Linked DNA regions of Mus musculus: all the other regions are linked to region 1. The links are chromatin contacts, called in public promoter capture Hi-C maps. All regions are on one chromosome and are shown on one strand. The core of a region is the stretch at or near the end of the contact, and the rest is flanking DNA. Distances in the headings are between cores, read along the strand shown.

The links. Promoter capture Hi-C pulls out the DNA fragments that hold promoters and counts their contacts.
Region 2: a promoter capture Hi-C map of liver shows a contact between it and region 1. The contact joins the enhancer-like site here to the promoter of Bach1 in region 1. A contact is called at or near these places in 8 of 39 promoter capture datasets (the 3T3-L1 cell line, the C10 cell line, the HPC-7 cell line and 5 more), 1 of 484 Hi-C or Micro-C datasets (stem cell-derived neural stem cells), 8 of 115 datasets of contacts at active chromatin or transcription factors (the NIH/3T3 cell line, embryonic forebrain, extraembryonic endoderm stem cells and 5 more) and 3 of 9 other capture datasets (adipose tissue, liver and pancreatic islet).
Region 3: a contact with region 1 is called in a promoter capture Hi-C map of 3T3-L1-derived adipocytes, with 4 times the contacts expected there. The contact joins the promoter of Map3k7cl here to the promoter of Bach1 in region 1. A contact is called at or near these places in 14 of 39 promoter capture datasets (3T3-L1-derived adipocytes, the C10 cell line, cranial neural crest and 9 more), 4 of 484 Hi-C or Micro-C datasets (muscle stem cells and uterus), 7 of 115 datasets of contacts at active chromatin or transcription factors (the NIH/3T3 cell line, bone marrow-derived macrophages, cardiomyocytes and 4 more) and 4 of 9 other capture datasets (adipose tissue, liver, macrophages and 1 more).
Region 4: a contact with region 1 is called in a promoter capture Hi-C map of hippocampal neurons, with 5 times the contacts expected there. The contact joins the promoter of 4930590A17Rik here to the promoter of Bach1 in region 1. A contact is called at or near these places in 5 of 39 promoter capture datasets (the 3T3-L1 cell line, cranial neural crest, hippocampal neurons and 2 more).

Annotation. Positions count from the first base shown.
Region 1 is chr16:87,697,701-87,700,400 of GRCm38.p6, reverse strand. It overlaps Bach1 (BTB and CNC homology 1, basic leucine zipper transcription factor 1), which reads right to left and starts at 1,447. Exons shown (of 5, transcript NM_007520.2): 1 at 1,345-1,447.
Region 2 is chr16:87,523,386-87,526,232 of GRCm38.p6, reverse strand. No RefSeq gene overlaps it. Among named protein-coding and RNA genes, the nearest start is that of Gm24891, 3.4 kb to the left of the region's middle. Within about 2 kb of position 1,287, at least 4 of the 459 cell types and tissues checked have an H3K27ac peak or open chromatin away from gene starts, as enhancers often do. A contact at or near this core is called in liver, where this site is marked.
Region 3 is chr16:87,551,945-87,554,656 of GRCm38.p6, reverse strand. Map3k7cl (Map3k7 C-terminal like) reads right to left here and starts at 1,327. Exons shown (of 5, transcript NM_144854.2): 1 at 1,062-1,327.
Region 4 is chr16:87,907,880-87,910,579 of GRCm38.p6, reverse strand. 4930590A17Rik (RIKEN cDNA 4930590A17 gene) reads right to left here and starts at 1,309. Exons shown (of 6, transcript NR_155304.1): 1 at 1,219-1,309. The region is part of intron 15 of Grik1 (glutamate receptor, ionotropic, kainate 1); the gene reads left to right.

The DNA of each region.
Region 1 (2,700 bases), core at 198-2,697:
TCTATCTGAAATCTCAAAGATCCAGCTTCCTCCAGCACAAATTGAGTCTCCCGCAGTAGGCCACGAGGCTGCTGTTTAAACACCACCTCGGTGTTCCTTGGCCACGTCTTAAGCACGCTCTACCACGTCAGCCACTGATTACCTGGATCAAAACACACAGCCCGCAGCTGGACCCCCTCCGGCCTCCTGAAGCCACCCCTCGTGTGTGCAGCTCAGCCTTTTATAGTGGAGGCATGTGATGCGCGTATCTGCACCAGCTGTTCCTAATTACCTCTCAGTCTGGGGTGAATGACTCAGCAACACAAACTCTTTTAAAGAGTCACCCTACCTTGTTATCCAACCAACGTAGCGAACAAAGGGAAGCCACTTGACAGATCCGACGGTTAAACAACAAGAGGCGATCACTCCTCCAAAGCTACCCAACTCCAAGATGACTCACCAGGAGCCTTTTTTCCTCTAGACTCCCTTACGATGTCCAAAGCCAGAAGTGGCAAGCGCCTTCAAGCCCAGCCCAGAGCTTGCACCACTACCACAAGAGCAGGAAGAATAGGCCAACCCATACCTCTTCCCATTTCTCTGAATATTTGTAGAGCTCAAAAGCTCGGCCACGAACAAAAATCTACAGTGGTCATCCTTTAATCTTTCTGAACTGCCTTTCCTGCAAACCCAGTGAGCTGAGAGGAGTGCTCAATGCCTAAACAAAGACCCAGCAGGGGCATCGTCCTCCAAGGCTAGCAGTCACAACTCTACAATTCTCCAAAAGGAAAAAGAACAGCATCCTGAAAAAAAAAAAAAAAGTCTTTGTTCTTCCAAGCCTGTCTGGGGAGCAGGATTTTCCCACACGCGTTCTTTCAGAATTACTACTACGTCTGCCTTGACTCAGCGCACGCTGAACATAGAGAGCTCACTACATAAAAGCCATCGGCGCAATTCCACTAAATGACACCAAAGTCCCGGAGAAGATCGAAAACGCGCTGGCCCTGGCCCTACCGGACACGAACACAAAAGCTGGTGTCGTTAACATCGAGACCCACTCTGCCTATGCTGTGCGAGTCCACATTACAAACGTGCGCCAAGCAACAACAAAGGGAAGCGCGGAGCGCCCGGTAGTCCCGGAACCCCGGCCCGCTCGGCCTTGCCCCCGCAGCAGGCGGAGCGGGACGCGGCCCGCGGCGGAGCGCGGTGCAGGGCGGCGCCGGCACGGCCGGCCCAGAGAGTCCGCGCAGCGCGTAAACAGCGCGCAGCCCGCCGCCCCTTCTAGGCCCGCGCGGCCGCCCGCCACCAGCCCCGGTGACCCCCGGAAAGGACGGAAGGACGGCACCGCGCACCGCCCGAGCCACTTACCGGAGCCGAGACGCGGCGCGGCCCGACTGCAGGCGGCAAGCGGCGGTCAGGTGACTCACTCCCTCTGCGCGGACAGCCGCCCGTCTCCTCCCCTGCGCTCCGTTCCTCTCCGCCACCACCGCCAGCGCCTCGGGGCGCTAAAGCCCCGCCCCCGGTTCCGCCCCCGGGCCCCGCCCCGTAGCTGAAGCCCTGCCGAGCTCCAGGCCACGCCCTGCCTGGAGCCACGCCCCGTTCCAGGCCACGCCCTCCGCTAGTAAGAGCCTCTCTATTTCGCCTCCTGCGAGCTCCGTGTAACGTTGTGGATTGTATTGCTGAGCGCCAGGCCTCCAACCGCGTCGCCCTATCTCTGCCTTTGGTGGCAAGGTTACACGTCACGGAAGACCACCTCTTCCTCACCTGCTGAAGGCAGGGAAAAAAAAAGGCTGACGCCTCCACGCCCCCAGGGTTTTTGTTCACACAGCCCCTCTCCCCCCTCCCCCCCCCCCACACACAGATTAGATAAGGTCTTCTGCCCCACGCCCCCAAACCTCGGAAGCTCAGTTCGGCCAAGCTCCTGGGCTGCTTTCCTGTAGGAGCACAAAAACCAGGTGTTTGAACTTGCTGAAAAGGGTGTATGTCAACATCTGTCTGAAGCTCCGCAGGACTTTTAGGAGCAGATTCTGAGAGGGGGAGGCTGCTGCCCCTCTGAATGATCACTAGCTTCCCTTCTAGTTGTTTGTGTCCTTGAGGCCCTTCCTCGAAAACCGCAAGGCAGGTAACCTGGAGTGTGCTTTGCTCATTATAACCCATTAATATGCATGCTTCCCCGATCAAATCCCTTTACTCCTTGTGCTCAGCCAATACTGCTTTGAGAGTTATTCTTGCGCCCTTCATACTTGCCTGAATATAAGCTGCACTCTTATCTGCCTAGCCACGACGGACTGCATTCACCAATGGGCAAGCACGCTGTACTGGGCTTCATATCCGGAATATTGTACTGTCTGGCAGCCTCCTGTTGTCCCTCTACGCTGCACTACCAGGAAACATGGACGCATCCGTGTCTGGTCATGTCAGACGTCTTCCCTCAAGTCCTGGTCATGCTTTCATCCTCTGCTACTTATTGGGGTGTTAATCCAATTGTTCGTTTCTATTTTTTATTATGTTCGCTGTTGTTCAAGGCAGTGTCTTTACGCAAAGCTGCATGCACTCGTGGCAGGGCTTATCAGTCTGGAGAAAGAGAGGACTGGGCTGGCCAACCTGATTAAAAATGAGGAAGGAATTACCACCCCTGAGGCCAGTAGCCCTGGGAGGACTTGTAGGAAGAAATAATGTTGCTGGCTTTGAGTTCCAGAGGAAAGATGTAGAAAAATGGGAAGC
Region 2 (2,847 bases), core at 38-2,537, 170 kb after region 1:
AGAAGAGAAGAGAAGAGAAGAGAAGAGAAGAGAAGAGAAGAGAAGAGAAGAGAAAAGAGTTAACTATAGGTGTATCTCAGCTAACAGTATTTGCCTGCGTGAGGCCCTGGGGTTGGGCATGGCAGTATACACCCATAGTCCCAAGCTCTCAAAAGGTAGAAATAGGAAAATCTGGGTCAACTCTGCTTGGCCAACTTGAGAATCTATGTCTTTCTCTTTTCCTTTTCCTTTTCCTTTTCCTTTTCCTTTTCCTTTTCCTTTTCCTTTTCCTTTGGACGGGTGCTGATGCTGAAACCGTGGACACCATTTGAGGATCGGTGCCAGGGAAAGTCTAGCTTGCAGGAAAACAGGGACCAAGAAGAAATAAAGAGGAAGCCATCCGCAGCATCATAGCAGGGATCTGTGGCAATGGAAACTCCCAACACAGGTCACACCCACTGGGCAGGCTGCAAGGCTAGAGGAAGGATGGTCCTTTTGTTGCATGCAAAAGACACCCAATTCTTAGAAATCTGACAAGTGTTCATGAGAAACGTAGAGAAACACTCTGTTTACATTGTGTCTTGGTCAGGGTTTCTATTCCTGCACAAATCATCATGACCAAGAAGCAGTTAGGGAGGAAAGGGTGTATTCAGCTTACATTTTCCACATTGTTGTTCATCACCAAAGGAAGTCAGGACAGGAACTCACACAGGGCAGGAAGCAGGAGCTGATGCAGAAGCCATGGAGAGATGTTCCTTACTGGCTTGCTTCTCCTGGCTTGCTCAGCTTGCTTTCTTATAGAACTCAGGACCACCAGCCCAGGGATGGCACCACCCACAATGGGCCCTCCCTCCTTGATCACTCATTGAGAAAATGCCTTACAGCTGGATCTCATGGAGGCATTTCCTCACCTGAAGCTCATTTCTCATTTCTCTGTGATAACTCCAGCTTGCGACAAGTTGACACAAAACCAGTCAGTACACCTTGATTTTGTCGTAGGTATCTGTGACCTCTGGTTCAAAGTCAATCACGGACAGGAAATCAGAGATGCCCTATGCAAGAAGAAGAATCTTCAAGATGATTTATATGGGGGAAAGGCTGATGGAAGCACAAGAGAAAGTACAGCATAGAAAGCCCACAGAGTCTAATAGAGGCCAGGACGATGACAGGCACTGGCCCTAAAGGCTAGGAAAATGACAGGCGCTGGCCTTGCCACCACCTGAGGGCCTCCTCACACTCCCTACACCTCTCATTAGTCCAAGTGAGGAGGGATTCCAAGGCCATCCTGGATGTATCAATGCTGGCACAGTCGATCAGGTCTGCTCTTTGAGCCCTTTTCCAGTTAGTCATGAGTGACCTCAGAGGCACTGCAAAGCCAGCCCAGCCCAGCCATATGTTTGGGCCTTTTCCTATGGAGCCTGATGCGGGATTGGAGGATAGGAGGATAGGAGGCAGCCGTGATAAGTTGGGAAGGATGGTGAGGTGGAAGCAGTTGGAGGTTTTGTTGCAAAAGCTTCCTAGTACACCAAGCTCCACACTTCCCTCGCTCCTTTACCAAAATAATATTTTTGATAGGATTCTGTCTTCTTCAGGTAACAGGGGAACTTTGTTCAAGCTGAGAGCTATATACTCAACACAATGTTAGCTGTAAATAACCCAGATCACAACTCAAAGACTAAAGCATTCCAGAATTTTGTTGTTGTTGGTGATGATGATGTTGAGTAATAAGCAAAGCTGAGGTAAGATAGTTCAGGGTGTGTGAGTCAGTGGCTTGGTGACGTCATCGCAGACAAGTGGAGAAGCAATTGAGGGAGATACCCAGAGTCAACCTCTGGCCAGCTTCTATGCATACTCACTAGACAAACAGATAAACCAGTAGAGTATGGTTGCTTCAGTGAATATTGATCAGATAATCTGACCATGTACTCATTGTGACCCTGTGTCCTCGCTAGTTTTATGTCAACATGACACAAAGTCACCACGATTGAGAAAATGCCTTCTCCGTGAGATTGGGCAAACCTTCATGATTGATGGGGGAGGAGCCAGCCGGTTGTGGGTGGGTGGGGCCACCCTGGGCTGGTGGTCCTGGGTGCTGTAAGAAAGCAGACTAAGCAAGCCTATAAGCAGTGTTCCTCTGTGACCTCTGTACCAGTTCCTGCAGAGGTGACAGCGTTCTAGCTCTGACTCCCTCTGATAAGGAACAGTGATTTAGAACCCACTCCTGCCCAGCTTGCTTTTAGACTCAGTGTTTTAGCACAGCAATAAAAACCCTAATTGAGACACCTGGCGTCTAATAACAAATCAACTATCAGGCAGCAAGAACTCTCCCAAGCATCCCGAAATATGGCCTCCCAAAAGCATGCATTCCCTCCTCTTCTCACACAATGGAAATGATGTTTTGTTTGACATTGTCACAGATCCTGAACCAGAGTTATCTAACCGAACTGTACCTAGCTTCCTGGGAACAGGAAATACTTGCTCTTTAAAACTTTTAGAGTTCTGTATTTGTCAGGTACTGGCAGAGCCTCTCAGGAGAGAGCTATATCAGGCTCCTGTCAGCAAGCACTTGTTGGCACCCGACAAGTACAGAAGTGGATGCTCACAGTCATCTATTGGGTTGAGCATAGGGTCCCCAATGAAGGAGCTGGAGAAAGTTCCCAAGGAGCTGAAGGGATTTGCAGCCCCATAGGAGGAACAACAATATGAACTAACCAGTAACCCAAGAGCTCCCAGGGACTAAACCACCAACCAAAGAGCACACATGGTGGGACTCATGGCTCCAGCTGCATATGTAGCAGAGGATGGCCTAGTCCGACATCAATGGGAAGAGAGGCCTTTGGTCCTGTGAAGGCTCTATGCCACAGTATA
Region 3 (2,712 bases), core at 78-2,577, 150 kb after region 1:
AAATGTCTCCAAAAATGGCAAAATATAAATACTGTCTTTAGCCATCCTTGGCAGGGTCCTGGGAACTGCGGTAGCAGAATATTTTCTCATGGTCAGGTTTTTTTTTTCTCTTTCCCATAGCTTTTCTGTGTCTAAAAATAGTATCCAGAACACTGGGGTTTGTTTTTACAATTACTTGTGTGGGCAAGTTCAGGGCCTACATTTGTATATGTGCATTCAGATGTAGATACATTGTGAACCATCTGAGGTACCATCCTGAAAGAAAACGGGCCTCTATTAGCCATCCAGCAAAGCTTAAAAGCACAGCAAATGTTTATGAGCCACTTAGAATTCTGTTGCGCCCAAGTTACTCCTCACAATAGCTCTGGGCCCTGGACATTCTACACACCATGACAACATAACTTTATGTTACAAAAGGACAGAATCCTGAAATGGCTATGACTTAACACGGGACTTCTTGCTTTTCAAAAAAAAAAAAAACAAAAAAAACAAAACCAACCCTCTGGCACATTTGTGTGTAGTTTCTTCTGCTTGGTATCAGTATTCTCGGAACCACCTGTTTCTGAGGAAAGAGCACAGATGGTCTCAAGTTGAACAAAACAAGCAGAAGCTCCGAGAGTTGTAGCCGAGAGGGAAAGTCTTACTTCTGGGAGACCTATAGTGCGCAGTCTGCCTGAGTGTGACTTCTAGGGATGGGAAGCTCGCGCCTCTTCAGGTGCACACATCCCTTTCCACTTTCCCGCATCAACAAATGAAGCACAGGAGACGGGAATCTGCCTCTTGGGTTTACTAAACCTCTGCTCTGGCTTCCAGCTAGAGGAATGAAATCGATCAACACAGCTAAGGGCAAGACAACAGAAAATATCTGCCTGTCTGTCTTGAAAAGGGTGATGTCCAGATCCGGTAGATTTTGAGTGCCACACAGCATCCACAACTTGCCTTTCCATCGCACCTCCCCGGGGAAAGCAGCTGCTGGGTCCTTCTCCGGCCACTGTAACGGAGCCTCAGTTAAGTTGCCCGTGCTCAGAGCGGTTAGCTGGGTTTCACACCTGCTGCCTTACCTCACTTAGTTGAGAGTCTGCGCTTGTGTAATCCAGGGCCAGCCACTGCCTTGGCCAGTCGTTGAGTTTGTGCAGTCAAGACTCAGCGAGAGAGCAGTCTGCACCTGCTGCATAGCAGCCACCGACACTCTGAGGAGCAGAGACAGCTGCCCAGGCTGCACACTACCTGCTCTGCCCCGGACCCCACTGTCCCATCCCACGGGACCTCCCTGTTCCGCTTCCTCGCATAGCCCCTCTCTCCTTTCCTTGCCACTCCGACAGCCAGGATGTTGTCATGTTTCTAGAAAAAGCAAGAGCAAAAGAAAAACCCTCCTCCTGTCAGAAGCATTGATAAACAGCAAGCTGTAGAGCGTCCAAATGTTTTAATTCATTAGTCCTGGCAAACCTAAAATACAAACAGACTTGCTTCACAAGACAGGAATGTCTTCGTGGTGACCCAATCCGTGTCTGCGTCTATTCCAGCGAACTGGCAAAGATAGCATGACTCTAGTCAGCAAAAATGTCAGCTCAGCTAGACCCAGCCAACTTGGACAGGCCACTGGCTGCCTCTTGGAACGTAGCAGTGATGATCCCATTAAGAAGGTGAGGTTTGAGGTTGAGCTGGTCCTGAGCTTGATGGCTTGATCCGCTCTACCACGGCAGTCGCTCACCAAAGGGGTCAGTGGTCAACCGGGAACATCGGGATCCCTTCGACTTCTCTTCACAGTCGTTAAACTTGGATGCCTTGGGTATTTAAAAATAACTGAACCATGACGTTAAGGTTAAAGAGTTAAACATAAATAACGTTAAGAGAATGCAAAGACAAAGCCACAAACTGAAAGGAGATATTTGCGAAATGCACAGGGGAATCCGAAATATGGGAAGAAAACTTAAAACTGGACAGAGGGGAAACAGTCCAGTCGGGGAGTGAGGAGGAGGAAGGGGGAGAGGTCGAGAGTTCTCAACAGACACTTTTCAGCAAAGGTAAACAGATAGCCAGTAAACCTATGGAAAGATGGTTGGCTTTCATGTCAGTAGAGAGCCACAGACAGAAATAATGGGGCATTGCCTGGCACCCGTTCCCAGGGCTCACATCCCAACACAAGCGATGAAGTACATATGGAGAAGAATGCTAGCTCTCCCTCACTTCTAGTGGGAATACAAAAGGATAAAAGAACCTTAGAATACAATTTGATCATTTCTTACTAAACCAAACATATTTTTATCATGTGATCCATCAATGGCAGGCTGTTCCATGGTCTAGCATCCAGGTTCACATGACAATCCTGGGTGATACACTCAGCCTCAAAGAAGTCAAAGTAGTGCATCATTTATGTGCTGAATGCAAGTCAGTAATTGTGTCTTGCATTTTAAATGCCATCCAAAGGCCTATGCATGGAAGGTTTGCTCTGCTGTCCACAGCATGACTTTGAAGTGATGGAAACTTTGGGGTGAGGGGGGTCCCACTTAGGTGACTGGAGGTATGCCTTTAAAGATATTAGCGTCCAGCCCCCTCCTCTTACTCTCTCTTTGCTCTCTGGATGTATTGATGGGTACAGTTTTCTTACATCACGTGCTCCATGATAAATTGCCTCACCACGGGCCCAAAGGCAATGGGACCAAGTGTAGCCTTTGAAGCCATGAGAGACCAAATTCATCTTTCAGACTTACA
Region 4 (2,700 bases), core at 60-2,559, 210 kb before region 1:
GTTTGTTTTAGACTGTATGCTCTCTAATTCTGACATTTACTTAGTACTTTATAGCTTTCGAAATGTTTATACACACATCACATTTGATCCTTTGTGTGATTTTAATTCAGCTTTACTATCAGAAGTAATGGATATTGGAGTCCAGAACCTTGAGTCATGGAAATACAGTTAATAGAGAATTTTATAAGTTGTCCAAACTCTGCTTCAAGCACAGCCACATGTGACTTCATTGTGTGGAATCGCTGTGTTTCAGTGGCTAAATATTTTCCAGCTTCCGTTTTCAAACATCTAACACTAGAAGGTTACCTAAGAGCACAAGGTTGCTTTGAAGAACTATTTATCAAAATAGGTGCCACTGGCAAGCACTTAATGAGGTTTTCATGGATAAATAACACAGAGGGAACCAAACTCAACATTCCCTCACCATGTGGTAGTTTAGTATATTCAATATGGTATCATGGATGAAAAAATTTCAACCTATTCAGTATCTCTCATGCCCTTAGGTCATAGTGTCTTTTCTATGAAGCAACTGGCAAGACCTCTGTCCCCATATGACACTCTCTAAATCTATCATGAGAACACTGAAATCACATCATGGCATAGAACATAAAACTACTTTAGTCTTTATATTAAATATGGCATCCTATAGAATAATTAAATATTTCTCTCTGGTCACATAAGCAGTCAGAAAATGATCAGCATCTTAAAGAAAATGGGATTAAGAATATAAATAATCAAACACTGTCCAATTTTCCCCGAGCACGTGTTTAAAATGAACAGCCAAGTCACTACACTCAAGGGAAGGGCCTGCATGAGGAAGATATGAGGATTTATAGGAGTAGCTTTGAGCAGTCTCTCCAGACAGTAAACTCTAGTGCGAGGTTAGGGCAAGGCAACTGCAATCATTTGAGACATTCAGTTGTTTCTCGTAGTCAAGTAAAGTTATGACTCAATTATCTAATCAGTAGTTTAAATAAGAAGTTGGATCCCGATTAATCATTGCTTTGTATGAATTGACTCAAACCAAAAATGGAGCTACTAATTCTAAGTGACAGATCATACATACATACATACATACATACACAGGCATATTTGGCATTTGATATATAATGGACCATTTATGTGGAGAATCCAAGAAAAATTGTGTATCTTTAAGACAGAAACTTCATGATATTGATAATCTCAACATTTATTGGTAAAACATAGATCCATCCTTACTCAGAATGATCAAGTAAGTAGGTTGTTGCTGACTTGGGCCTTTGTTGATTTTTTTTTCTACTTCTCCTCTTCTTTTGTCCAACCTTCTAACAACCAGTTCTTGTTGCCATGGCAATAACTGCTGAGACCACATTGACCTCTACCGGGTCCATTTCGTTTCAAGTGAAATCTAGAACAAAAGCCATCAAACGATATTTGCACCATTGGTTCAGAGAATTTAGTGTAAATCACAGTCATCTGGAGGAGGGATCTGCAGCTCGTACACTCACACTCGTGTGTTCACTTGGTGGGCACAGCCAGGAATTGGCAGGTTTCACCAAGCCTGAAAATGAATATTTAAAATTCACTCTCTGCATTGGTTTCCATTAAAGTTAACTTGAATGTATTAATTTTCTCCAAAATCAGGACATACACATGAGTCTTGAACTCTCTTGAATGCTAAGGATTGTTTGATAGTTTTTTTTTTTTAACATAAATTTATTTCACAATAATCCTGAGTACAGCTGCTTTACTTTAAAGCACTTGGCAAACATGGGCTCTTATAAATAAATAAATAAAAATCCTCCCTTGAACATAGCAGTTTTGTTAAGTTAGATGGTAAGCATCAATTTTTATAACACAATTTTTCGGCTTTCAAAATTCCTTCCATAGAAACTGGCGATATGGGCAAGACAGTTCTTTCTTAACCTTTCAAAGCATTTCCATTTACAACAGTAGCAGGCTGTGAGTTATATTTTTAAATTACTACTTAAAGTCAAGCAGAGAGGCAGAATGGCATTAAAAGATTGGACGAAGGCATCAATAATAATAACATTATATTAATTTGTTTCTTCATAAGTCTGTCAGTCACCTAATTCAAAGAAGAAAAATAATAAAGCTTCATATTGTACTTTGCTGTTTTAGACTAAAATTACAAATTGAATTTTAACATTTTTTTTTTCAGTAAAACTACATAAACAATATGAAAATTGGCTGGACTCCTATGATTATAAACTTATTCAAAAAATCATTCTCAAAAATCCTCACTGTATTTGACAAGCATTATGTTATATTGTTTATGAGTCATAATGCAATACTACAGTGAATTCCAATTAATGTACAAGCATGTGGTGTTTATACTACAAGGTCTGTTTGCTAGGAAGCCTGAACACGGAGAAGCAAAGGGAAAGAAAACAATTTTCCTGTACTGCTTTCTGTACACCTAGTTGCTGCAAAAGGCACCATAAATTAATCTCTCGCAGAGAGTAAAGGGCCCCTGCTTCCTGCTGACATTGTAGCTCACCTGTAGGAACTACCTCACTAAGCTTCACCCCTCTGTGGATTGTTATGTCCAGATGCGCAGGAATTAAAATCGTTTCGGCTTTCAAAATTCCTTCCACAGAAACTGGCGATATGGGCAAGAAGGTTCTTTCTTAACTTTTCAAAGCATTTCTAATTACAAGGGTTAGAACGTGCTGGGAAGAGCAAGCCAACCCTGCAGTT